Linked DNA regions of Rattus norvegicus: region 2 is linked to region 1. A link is a contact called in public Hi-C data. All regions are on one chromosome and are shown on one strand. The core of a region is the stretch at or near the end of the contact, and the rest is flanking DNA. Distances in the headings are between cores, read along the strand shown. Region 1 overlaps Tpi1l2 (triosephosphate isomerase 1 like 2). Region 2 overlaps Tpi1l2 (triosephosphate isomerase 1 like 2).

The links. Hi-C and Micro-C count contacts between places; a contact is called where the count stands out from the background.
Region 2: a Hi-C map of frontal cortex shows a contact between it and region 1, with 3 times the contacts expected there. The contact joins two enhancer-like sites. A contact is called at or near these places in 3 of 12 Hi-C or Micro-C datasets (frontal cortex, hepatocytes and liver).

Annotation. Positions count from the first base shown.
Region 1 is chr17:27,724,298-27,730,141 of GRCr8, forward strand. The region is part of intron 1 of Tpi1l2 (triosephosphate isomerase 1 like 2); the gene reads right to left. Among named protein-coding and RNA genes, the nearest start is that of Ly86, 34 kb to the left of the region's middle. Within about 2 kb of position 2,409, at least 26 of the 93 cell types and tissues checked have an H3K27ac peak or open chromatin away from gene starts, as enhancers often do.
Region 2 is chr17:28,170,001-28,175,844 of GRCr8, forward strand. The region is part of intron 1 of Tpi1l2 (triosephosphate isomerase 1 like 2); the gene reads right to left. It overlaps F13a1 (coagulation factor XIII A1 chain), which reads left to right. Exons shown (of 15, transcript NM_021698.2): 13 at 4,178-4,338. Among named protein-coding and RNA genes, the nearest start is that of Tpi1l2, 58 kb to the right of the region's middle. Within about 2 kb of position 3,056, at least 18 of the 93 cell types and tissues checked have an H3K27ac peak or open chromatin away from gene starts, as enhancers often do.

The DNA.
Region 1 (5,844 bases), core at 1,159-3,658:
TATGTCTTCTAGTGACCACTCAAAGTTTCTGTTATGTCTTCAATGGTTTTAATACAATTTTTGTTGAATAAATTTCAAGAATGTTTTGGCTAAAAAAAAAAAAAAAGATAAAGGACCCCATTTGATCAGTACCATTTTACCTCGATCTCCTCAAGTTGTGGAGCTGATACTGTTTTTCTCTTTTCTTGGTTAAAAATTGGCCATCTTTTTGCCTTTTTGTTGCATTTTCTGGGAAGCTTATGTGAAATGTTGTTTTTCAATCTTTCCTTGTTACTAGCATTTAAATTTTTTTGTGTTTTTCAATCTTCTGACTATTCCCTTTCAAATATATATATACATATATATATGTGTGTGTGTGTGTGTGTGTGTGTGTGTGTGTGTGTGTGAATGCATTCAGCATTTTTATTCATTCTTCAGAGAAGTTCTTTTGTACATTTTCTTAGGGGCTTCTTCTCCCCCACCCCGTTTACTTGCAGTCAGTAGTTCTACATTGCAGGTAAAAGCAGATGCACTGAGTTTGGAAAAGATAAAAAGGTTTGTTTGTTTTTCTCCTCCTCAGAAGTAAAAGAGAATAAAAAGACTAGACGATGACACAACTACTTTAAGGTAGAAGAGCCAACACTGAGGAAGCGAGAGTGTCTGGAAAGTGGGAGGGTTTGCTTCTGAAATAGCCAAGTATTGTACAGACAAAAAGCCAAAGAGGAGAAGACAACCGAGAAGATCTGCAGTGCAGGAATCAACACTGGCTCACAATTAAGCTGCATTGCGGACTCACCTGAATCTTAAGATGTGCAGCCAGCCCCTTCAGCGACCACAGGCCACCTTTTCTTCTTAGACTTGGGTGGGATGCAGGGAAAGGCAGAAAGGTGCTTGCAGCCAGATGTTGGCTAGAGGGGCAAAGGGTAGAGGGACACTGAGGACAGAAGCACAAAGGAGCTGGGAGCTGGCCTTTCTATCCAGACCTGGTGAAGGAAAGAAAAGAGGACTGACTAAGGTAGCCAGGGAGATGCTACTGAGGATGGATCCCTATATTTAGAGGTAGTGTGAAGTCTGTTCCTCAGGCTTGAAGGAATGGAAACTTAGAAGAATGTAAGCACACTCTGAACACACGAATAATTCTGCAGTTGAGTTCCGGAGGGAGAAACACCTCGGGAGGGGCTGTCAAGTGACCAACTTAGATCATATAAGGAGTCCTGCTTCAAGGCTGTCAAAGTCATTGGCTCTTTTAGGTTTAAATTCAATTAATTCTGCAACGGGGCGAAACAGAAGGTATTAGTTCTAGGAAGAACCCTTGCTTACTTGGTGATTCACTCGTGAATACAGCAAAACTCAAAACCCGAGGAATAATGCATCAGGCAATACTAGTTCCGTAGCCAGCCAGCATCCCTCCCCTCAAGAAAACATTGCAGACCATGACATCATTCCTTCTGGTCTCCCTACACCTGCTCGAGTCCCTCGATTTTACCACCAGATGGCGATGTTGGCCTAAGATCTAGCCCATTCTCTAGTCCTGGGGAAGCCTGACCTGAATATAAAACTTTCCTAATCACCACATTTGATTCCCCCGCAGAACAGCACAAAAAACGCTGCGGATTCCAAAGAGGCCAACATGGCATCTCACCACATTGTATGGTCCGCAGGCCAGACATTTGTGCTTATTAAAGTTTGATTGCAAGAAAACAACTTTAAAATGCAGAGTCCAGGAGCGCACCCCCTCCCGCGCTTAGTCCCGCTTCCCGCTCCCCACCCCCCACCCACAGTCCAGCAATCTCGGACGTGGAGCTTTCCTGCAGCCGCAGAGGCAGGGCTGGCAGTGTGGCGCGGAGGTGGCAAGCTCCAGGGACCCACGCAGCGTCTGTCTGTGCAGTGCCCAGATGGCAGGGGCTGGAGAGGCCTCCAGAAACCTGCGACTTAGTGGCATTTCCCCAACTCTGGTTCCTGTCATCCTCCCTGGCCACCCCAGTTCTGTAGCGTTGGCTCCTGGAGTTCTACCCCATCCAGAACTTCAGGAGGGAGCTTGGGGCCAGGAAAGGTTGGAGGTGGTGGCATGAAAGTAAGGCCTACTTAGGAGGACCAGTCGTCAGGGTTAGAATTTTTACAATTACAGGGGATCCCAGGTGCCCACCTAATTGGTATTGCTTCGAAAACAGGTCCTGCCTTGTGTAGGGCAGTGTGTACATACTTTAATACATGGGTAAGGTGGACGCAGGCGCCTGTTTACAGAGTGACCCTCTGGCTGGCTCCCAGTAGCTTGTACCAAAAGGTCGGAGAAGGATTGTCTTTGGTCCCCAGCAGCCAAACCTCGGTGGTCCCGTCTATGCCTCATAGGGATGTGTTCATGGTTCATGCACACAGCCCAGCGGTGCAGTGCTCCCTGCTGGCCTGCGCTGGGCCCCCTCGAAGCGGCCAGACGGTGTGACTCACAGCGGGCTTGCCCCCGCCGAGGTCATCCACTAGGCGCAGCTGGGCCGCGGAAAGAAAGAAGCTGATGAATTTTTCATCGCGATTCCCTTGGCTGTCGATCTGAAGGCAGTTTCTGGGGCAGCAGCCATTAAGGACCTGTCTGTGCCAAGGACAGCCCCTCCCCCACCTCTCTAATTACTGATAGACAGGAGACTCGGGTCCCAGGTCCCCTCCTCCTCCAGGGCGTTTCCTGGTCCTTTTGGCTTTGTTTGATTTCGAAGCCTTGGGCAAGTGGGGAAGAAGGCAGGGTGAGGAAAAGCGCCTATCTAGTTTAAGTTTAATAGCATGTGTAGACAACCTACCTGCCTGGGCTCTGCCTGGAAAAGGAGCACAAAGATGCTCACACCCTGACCTCCAGGAACTTGCAGGCCTCTGCCGGGATAGGCTAACAAAATGGACAGGAAACAGTCCAATGTGGGCCAAGGGCCAGGTTAGTTGGGCTGTGTATTAGTGAGACCCGGGTGCAGGGAGAGACGTGGGGAAAGGATAAGTTGAAAGGAAAGGAGTCCAACACCTGGGCACAGGAAGAGGAAGAATGAGGGCGGGGTCTAACTTTGAGTTCTGGAGGGGAACAGAGGCACAGGGGTGCAAGGTGTGTGCGTTCCTAGATCTACCCAACACATGAGTAGGCCTATCGCAGATCGGAAGCTGGTCTTTTTTTCTTAAGCCCTTCTTTTATAAAAATTTGGTACAGATATATCAGGGGAAATCACTATCAGATAAGAACACTGAGGGGCTTTTTGTTCCTGAGTGGGTGTGGGGGGAGGGGAGTGGGGGAAAGAGGGAGGGCTGTACCAGATCTTTTTATTACATGGATTGTTTTTGCATAACTAAGTTAAAAACACACACTTAAATATACTATGCATACTGTTATGTATGGAGATGATCTAGAAATACAGGTTTTTTTTAAAGGTAATGCACATATTCCTAAATTTGGGTGAAATAATTAAAAATATTCACCCAGAGTTACAATTTTGCTATATTTCCTTATACTTTTTCCTTAGTTTTTTCCTGTGCAGACTTCATTTCATTGAGACCATGTATTCTTTTTATTTTTTGTGAGCACAGTCATTCAATAAACACTGACAAATAGAGATCATAGCAGGAAAATTCCCTTAATCTTAAAGTGGAGCAGGGCATAGTGGCTCCTGACTGAAATGCCCACATCTAGAAGGTGGAGGGTGGGGAACAAGGCCTTAAAGGCAGTGTTCTAGGCAGATCCCAGCTATGTGTGGTTAAAGGCAGAGTTTCGGATCTGGCTGAGTGGTATATGACTCTGCCTGAAGAAAGGAAAAGGTGAAAACATCTCAAGGTACCTGAAGAGGTTTCTCAGTTCGCCTCCCAATGCGGAAGTGAAACAGCTGGTGGGAAGGAAGTTGTGAGATCCAGCACTCCCAGCATCCTCCTCTGCACCCTCTCCCCGCCTCCTCCCGCCCCCCAGAGTATCCTCACCCATACTCATCCCCTTACCAACCTTTTTTCCTCAGTGGCTGTGCCTGGGGTTCTAGGACTGTGCAATTCCTTGCCACCTTCTACTCTGAAAACCTGTGCAGAACCTGGTAGTTTATCGCATGCTTTCCCGTTGTTTTGCTCGGTTTAATTGAATTAATTTTAACACCTGTTATACCTGCTACAAAGATCAAAAAACTGAGCCTACATTAGAGTTTCCCTCTGAAACGTTAAGTGGCCAAATTAAAGACAGAGCAAAAGCTACAGATTTTTTTTTCCTTTTTAAAGAAAAGGTGTTATTTGTGAACCGCGAATGTTTGCTGTTTGTTAAATTAGCTTTCACATTTAAAGCCACCAGAAAGACATTTTTATCAAATAAGAGAATGTGCCACCTGCTTTATTTCTTGGGGGAAAAACAGAGAGGGAGGGCTTCCATTTCTGGCTCTGAAGGAGGAGAGCAGAAAAAGCCTTGTACTAAAAAACCAAAGGCTGAATTAAAAAAGTATGAACTAGTAGCTTGAGAGCATCAGAGAGCCGTCAAAGAAGCAGGGCTCTAGAGGGACCAGAATGGCAGAGGAAGGCAATGCATTCAAGTGAGTCCTTCAGAGCTCCTCTTGTGCCCTGGGAGCATTTGCTGAGTCATGCACAGGCCTCTGGGGTATAGACTCAAAACAGAATGACAGCTCCTTGCTTGTCTGCGTCAAAAAAATTGGAGTTCAGGATGCAAGGTTGCCAGGACTTGATGGACCATAAACACAGAGAGACAGAAACCAAAGGAAATGGAGTCTGTGTGCGATTTCTCTCCAAACCATTTCTCAGTCTTTAAGCTGTGCACGTGAAGAGTGAGATGCCAAGAAACCAAATAAAAGCAGCTGTCAAGAGGCTTAAAAGCTAAGCCAAGATGCTGGCGTGCTTATAGTTCTGGGTAGGCATAGCATACAGTTCTGGCTGCCGAGGACGAGGAACTTTATGAAGTCCTCATTGTCAGGTGAGCCCTGAAAAACCAGTCCATCAGAATAAGCATACACAGGTCTGCAGCTCTTATACCATATGCAATGTGGGCTGCAAGAGCCTCCACTCTGGCTGGGACACACACACACACACACACACACACACACACACTCTGCTGGTGTTATATATCCCTCTGCAATCACCCCCAGCTTTCCTGGAGGAAGATGACATATTTGAACACCACAGAAGGTATTATATTTAATCCATAGTATCTAATGCTGGACAAGTAATCCAGAGGGCCAGAGGCTTGTGATGTGGAATAGCGGGTAGTTGCTGCCTTGTCAGCTTGTGGTGCTTCCAATGGGGAATCATAAGATCTACCTCTTGAAACTGATGTGGCCCAAATGTGAGAGAGAGCCGGACCAAGCCATGTGAAGACCTGGCCAGAGAGGTTTAAGTGGAGGAGATGCTGGAGTCCTTCCATGTGACTCTGAAAGGAAACTTGCCCATCTTTGAGGCTGAGGGCATTTCAGTCAAAAGCCTTGCAATCTTTGGAAGATGGTTTGGCAATTTCTCACAAATACAAGCATGGCCTCACAATCCAACAGTCAAACTCTGTAGTAGGTTTGAACCCCAAGATGGTAAAAGCTTAAGTTCATGCAAGAAACAGTCATCCGACCGTTGATGCTGTCAGCAGGTTTAGTCTTACCTGCTCAAACGTGGAAGCAGTTAAGTTGCCCGTCAAGGAGTGAATGGATAAAATGGGGTTAAATGAAGGTAATGGCGTCACTCAGTGGTGAGAAGAACTGAGTTGAGAAGTCACGCAAAGACATAAAGAAGTCTTGAACAAGTCAAAGAAGCCAGTCTGAAAGGCCTCCAGACAGATGACATGATCTAAATATATGGAACTCTGGACAAGGTAAAAGAATGGGTACAGACAAAAGGACAGAGGTTTCTCAGGGTTAAGAGAGAGGGAGGCGT
Region 2 (5,844 bases), core at 1,806-4,305, 450 kb after region 1:
CAGCATACACTGGGGATGGCAATTTTGAAAGTTCTCATTTTTTCTGAGAGTATTAGGTGGACTCGATATTCAGCCCTAAGTTGGGCACACACACAAAAAAATTAACAGAGAGAACTTCTATAAGCAGAGCTCTGAGTCAGAGAAAACTGGAAAGTAGTTGACAATTTGGGGCACTGTGTCTCTGGACCCAACACATGGTCCTGAATAAAAGAAGAAAGGGGGTACCAAAGCAATACTGTTCCTAAAGCAGAGACAAGCAAGCAGGCCCAACCCCAGCAACGAGCCAATCCCACATCTCTGTTGTTCCTGAGCTCCCTAGCCCCAGAAGAACCAGAGATGTGTTCCCAGAGAAAATGAAAAACTATTCCTAAAAATTTGGATTCCAAGAAAAATAAATTGAAAGAGGCAAGTATTTCTAGCTTCAATGATGTAGTTAGCAGTCAAGAAATCACCATGGCATTTTCTTTGGAAACTAGATTTGGAGTTTTTTTTTTAATTCCAAGGGAGAGAAAAGTATTCTCACCAAAAAGAGTAGTCAGCATGAAGGAAGGACTAAAGGGCAAACAGCGCCCATGCTTCCTGGGAACAGGCGAACACATTTATTCTGGGAATTAGACAAGTCTGAATGTAAGACATGACTGTTTCACCCCTAGGGGTATGTCCTGGGGCAGGTTGCCTCAGCGATCTGGGTTCTCACCCTCATTTGTATATGGGAGCAATATCACCTACACTACAGAATTGTTCCCTGTCAGGCCAATGTCATGGCTAATATTGATAGGCATACCTGGAAAGAGGAAACCTTAACAAAGGAATTGTTTACATCAATTTGGCCTGTAAGCATGACTGTGGGGGCATTTTCTTGGTTGCTAATCGATGTAGAAGGGCCCAGCCCATAGTAGGTGGTACCACCCATGACTAGACTATATAACAAAGATGGCTCACAAGCAAAGGAAGCAAGCCAGCAATCAGTCCTTGTCCTCGCTCTCTGCCTCCATCCCTGCCTCCAGGGTCCTACCTTGAGCTCCAACCCTGTCTTCTCTCCACTGTAGCCAAATATCCCTTTCCCCCCTAAGTTATTTTTGGCCATGATATTTTAACACAGCAACAGAAAGCAAACTGGAGCACCCAGGTTCTAGCATAGGCTGGACACAGGGGAGTGCACATCTTTGCAGAGTTTCTGGTCTTACAGGGGAAGCAGGCAATGAAGAAGCAAGCAAGCTAGCAGGTGTATTATCTGGTTATATGTGTAATAGAAAAAAATACAAAATAGACTAAGAGGGAGAGGCCTGTTAGCCTTGCAGGCATTACAACCACAAAATAAATCTCTCTAATAGGGTATTGTGGAACAGAGACCTGACAAAGGTTATTCCAGCCAGAAGAATCCCATTGGTATCATAGGACATCTAATGTGCACAATGAGACACAGAGGATGAAGAACCATTCTTGTTATCAGTGTGATAACTGATGATGGGAGAAGGAGGAGCCTTTAAGAGGCAGAGCCTTGTGGAAAATGACTAGGATATGTGATCCTAATTGACCTTGGACGGGTTGGTACTGGTCTGTGAAGTGAGTCAGTTCCTGGGAGAGCAGCTTATTATAAAAGAGGACTGTTTTGCAAGCATGGTCCCTTGTGAACATACCCAGTTCCTTTCCTATTATGCCAGCACCATGCTGTTTGGATGCTCCAACCACTAATATTATGAGACAACTAAATCTATTCTCTTTATAAATTTCCAAGCCTCTGTCATTCGGGTACAATAACAAAACCAGGCTCAAACAGGAACAAAAGCAGCCAATGAAAAGTGATGGGCTTAACTCACAGAATGAGTATTGTCCCTCGTACAAACTTTAGCTTTATTCCCTGCCACCAAGCCTAGCCAGCTGAGTTCCATCCTCCACGTAGTGGAAGAAGAGAACCAACTCCTGTAACTTGTCTTCCGGTCTCCACTCATATGCCTGGACCCACACGCAGTGATAATTTTCTAAATTAAAACGTAAGAAAGATTGCACTGGCTGTGTTGTGAAGGGACTCGAAGAAGCAGGGATGGAGCTTGGAGACCAGTTAGGATGCTGTAACAATCATCCGGCTGGAATGTGGTGGTCCTGCTGACAGTGCTAAGAGCAAGTCCTATTTGCACATGTTCTGAAGAGTCCTCTTGATTGGCTGTGTACAGAAGAGGAAGGAGTGGAGGAAACTCCATGAATGACAGTGGTGAAATGCCTTGGCACTCCTGTTACCTTCCAACATAGTGGAAAACTCAGGCTGGGTTAACATGATTAAAAACACGAAGGTTACAGAGCCTAGATCCCCACTGGGCAGGAACATTGAACCAATGGGTGTGAACAGGGGCCTTGTGTGGAATTGTCTATAATCATCACATCTCTCTACACCAGAAATAGAGTACAGCCCCCTTTCTAACCTCACATGCACTCTTTCAATCTTCCTTGACTCCTTAACCAAATTAAAGGATGGACTCAAGCCATTCCCTGGCTGCAGAAGCAGCACAACCAGACACTACAGCCTCAGGCTTGCTTCTGGGCCTTCCCCACCATTGTGGACTGTAATGCCCTCAAATCATAAGCCAAAATAAATGTTTTGCCCTGCAAAAATTAAAAATAGGGGGATAACTTTATATGAGTTAATGGATTAGAGTGATGTAATGTATTTCTCTACTAAGTCATTCATGTAGGGATCAAACCTAAGTCCAAGTCAATTTTAATACAGCTCCATCAGTTACACCACCGAGGCCTTGTCCAAGATAACGTCAAGAGAATTAGAACTTCATTGTTCTTTTGCTAATTTACTAATTAATGTGGCGTCAATTGCACGCAATGTAACGCATGTTGCAATCTAAATTAAATCCTAGTCTTTTGCAAAATCACACACTTCTAACCCTAATCAAGCATCCTTCAGTGCCTCTGTTGCAAATAAAATTTTCTAAGGAGAATGGGAAGCAGACTTTTCAGATTGGTGATTAAAGGGAGTGTGTGGGCTAGAGTCAGCTTGGGAGATTTGAATAACTTCAACCACTCAGTACCTTCAAAGGTGTTGTCATTGTCACTTGGCTAAATTTAGTTTCTTTGCTTTTTGGAAGAGATGAGGCAGCTCCAGCCTGTGTCTCCCTTGGCTTTCCCCAGACACCATAAATGATGTTGGCAGCCTCCCATCTCCACCACTCATACAGTGAAAATCTATTCCTCCTTCTCTTGCCGCGTTTAATAAACTTTATCTAGAACAATTTCTTGTGCGGTGGCAAAACATGGCACTTATGTAATGGACTATTTCAGGAGCACTGCTCTCTGGGGCCTGAATGCACAGCCCCATTTCTTCTGGGCCATGATTGAGAGAATGGGCTGCCTCCAAGAAGAAGGGAGCCCTGAGGCTGAGACTATAAGTGGTGATAAGAGCCTCTACAAAGATGGGTCAAAAGGAGATGGACAAATCTTGCTACCCTAAGGAAACCCAGTAGTCAAACTCCCCCAAGAAAAACCAGAAGAAAACCACTGTTTATTACTATCCTTGGTAACATCAGGGGGTAAAATGCACTGTCTCTAAGGACATACCTACCTGGGCTCAGCCTGCAGAACTGCCCCTTGGGCTCTACAATCCCAGGCTATGGGAAATGGAGCCACAGAGCAAATGGACCCAGGCTACAGATACAACTGTGCATTCTCAGCCCCAGTGGAGATTGAAAGGGTAGTGAGACTACTCCCAGCCCCCATGCCATTCTGCAGGGCTTGTCCTCTACTCTGAAAGCTTACAGTAGGGTTTCAACACAGAGGTCTTCCCAATCATAAAGAGGAGAGAGAAAGCTCTATGCTCCTTTTCCGCCATCTTGGGATTGCCTTGGCCCAGATCGAAGTCCCCATGATTGAAGTTCCTAGGCTCTACCTTTAATATCTCTGTTTATGCTTCCCATTTTACAGCAATGAAAACAATGCTTGGAAAGTCTGACAACTCCTTTTGCAGTAAGACCTCACTGACTTACATTTCCAATGTATGCTTTCCTCGCTCACCAGACAGGAGAGCTCATCCCTGATTGACTTTTGTATCTAACTTTTGCTGTGTTCCTAATGACTTGTGTACTAACGTGGGGCAGATGGGAGAGGAAAAGTAAGCCATATGCCATCTTGTCCAGGTCTTGATGTCAGCCTTGTTGGTTTTTCCTCCCTCCAGTAGAGAAAAAGGAGGTGCTGATCAGAGCAGGCGAGTATATGAGCTACCTTCTGGAACAGGGCCTCCTGCACTTCTTCGTCACTGCACGCATCAACGAGACCAGGGTCGTCCTGGCCAAGCAGAAGTCCATAGTGCTGACTATCCCCAAGGTCACCATCAAGGTCAGTGAACATCATATCTCAGACAAGAAAGGAGGGCAAAGGGCTTAGTCAGGTAGCCAGACTGTGTATATGTGTGTCTGGGAAAAGGGGTGTCCAAAAGACATAATAGAGCTAGGATCCTCCTGTTCTTTGAAAGAAGCAAGCCATTCTATATATAGTCTCGAACATGTAACACTCCTCTTCTCTCCTTATTTAAATATATAGATGTGACGGCAGATATAAATATAACCTGTGGTATAAACACACTTGTGGAGGAAGATAAAGATGTGGGATAGAGACAGAGACTCAGAACTCTCTGTGTCTTTAGAATAAAGTGGGTCAGGCTTGCAAACTGCCTACACTGTCCCTTCTGCATCGGGGGCAGTAATGTCATTCACTGGGGTGTGACTGTATTCAGTAGGATGTGCAAGCTGAAGTATACAGCTGGAGAGCAATAGCCGAATATACATATGCCGTTATAAGCACCAGCCACATGAAAATATAGAGGATTCCCAGTCTTCAGGAAGTTCCTTCCTGCTTTTTCTTGTTCACGGTCTTCCCCACTCACCAAGATGACAAATTTTCTGGCTTCTGTTACCATGGCTTGTTTTTCCTACTTGGTTCACGGCGTTAGTGAGCACAGAGTTAATTGTCCAGGTAGTACAGGGTATTTCTTCTCAAATTGCTCGGAGAAGGGGGGTTGGTAAAAGAAAGCTTGGGGGATGGGTTACCTGCTTCTCAGCACCAAGACTGACTTCTGGTAGCATCAGTAGATAGCTTATCAAGACACCTTCCAAGCACTAGAAGCCAAACATCCAGTGGTCACCTAGGAGAGTGTTATTTTATGCCATCTGGATGTGGCCTTAGCGAGCTTCCCTGGTGTCTGGAGAGCATTCATCTCTTGAGAGACTGAGGGGTTCATATAAATCTTCCTAACACGAAGTATCCTAAAGTAACCAAGTAAGCCAAGTAGCCCCAGAGACAGAACACAGGGCAGGAGTGAGAAATGAGCCTTGTTTCTTATGAACCACTTTTTAAGCTAATGGCTTTTGTGTGGCATTCAATATGACTTTCCTGCTTGCTTATATACTGGACCCTGGCAGCTGCTATTAAAGTATATCACATATATAACTGAGGTTCTAACACTCAATACACTCTATCGATAAGCAGTACAAATGTTTCCCCTTTATACGTGAGAAAGCTGAAGTGCAGAGAGGCTGTAAAACTTGTGCAAGATTCCATCATCATCAAGATGTAGAACTAGGTCTCCGACCCCAGCAGTCCCGTTACAGAAGCAGGATGAGAACTGCCTTGTCCACTTCTCCTCAAAATCTGGTACTTGGACCACTCCAAAATGAGGCTCACACAAACTTGAATATGTGTAGGGCCCATTGAGGAACAGAATGTCAGAGCCTCTACCTCTAGGAAGGTCCATATCATCTCCTTTCTTCTGTTCTTGAACTGCAGCCACTTACCATACACCTGTTGAGATTGGCACTGTCTGCACCACAGGCCTTAAAAGGTGGA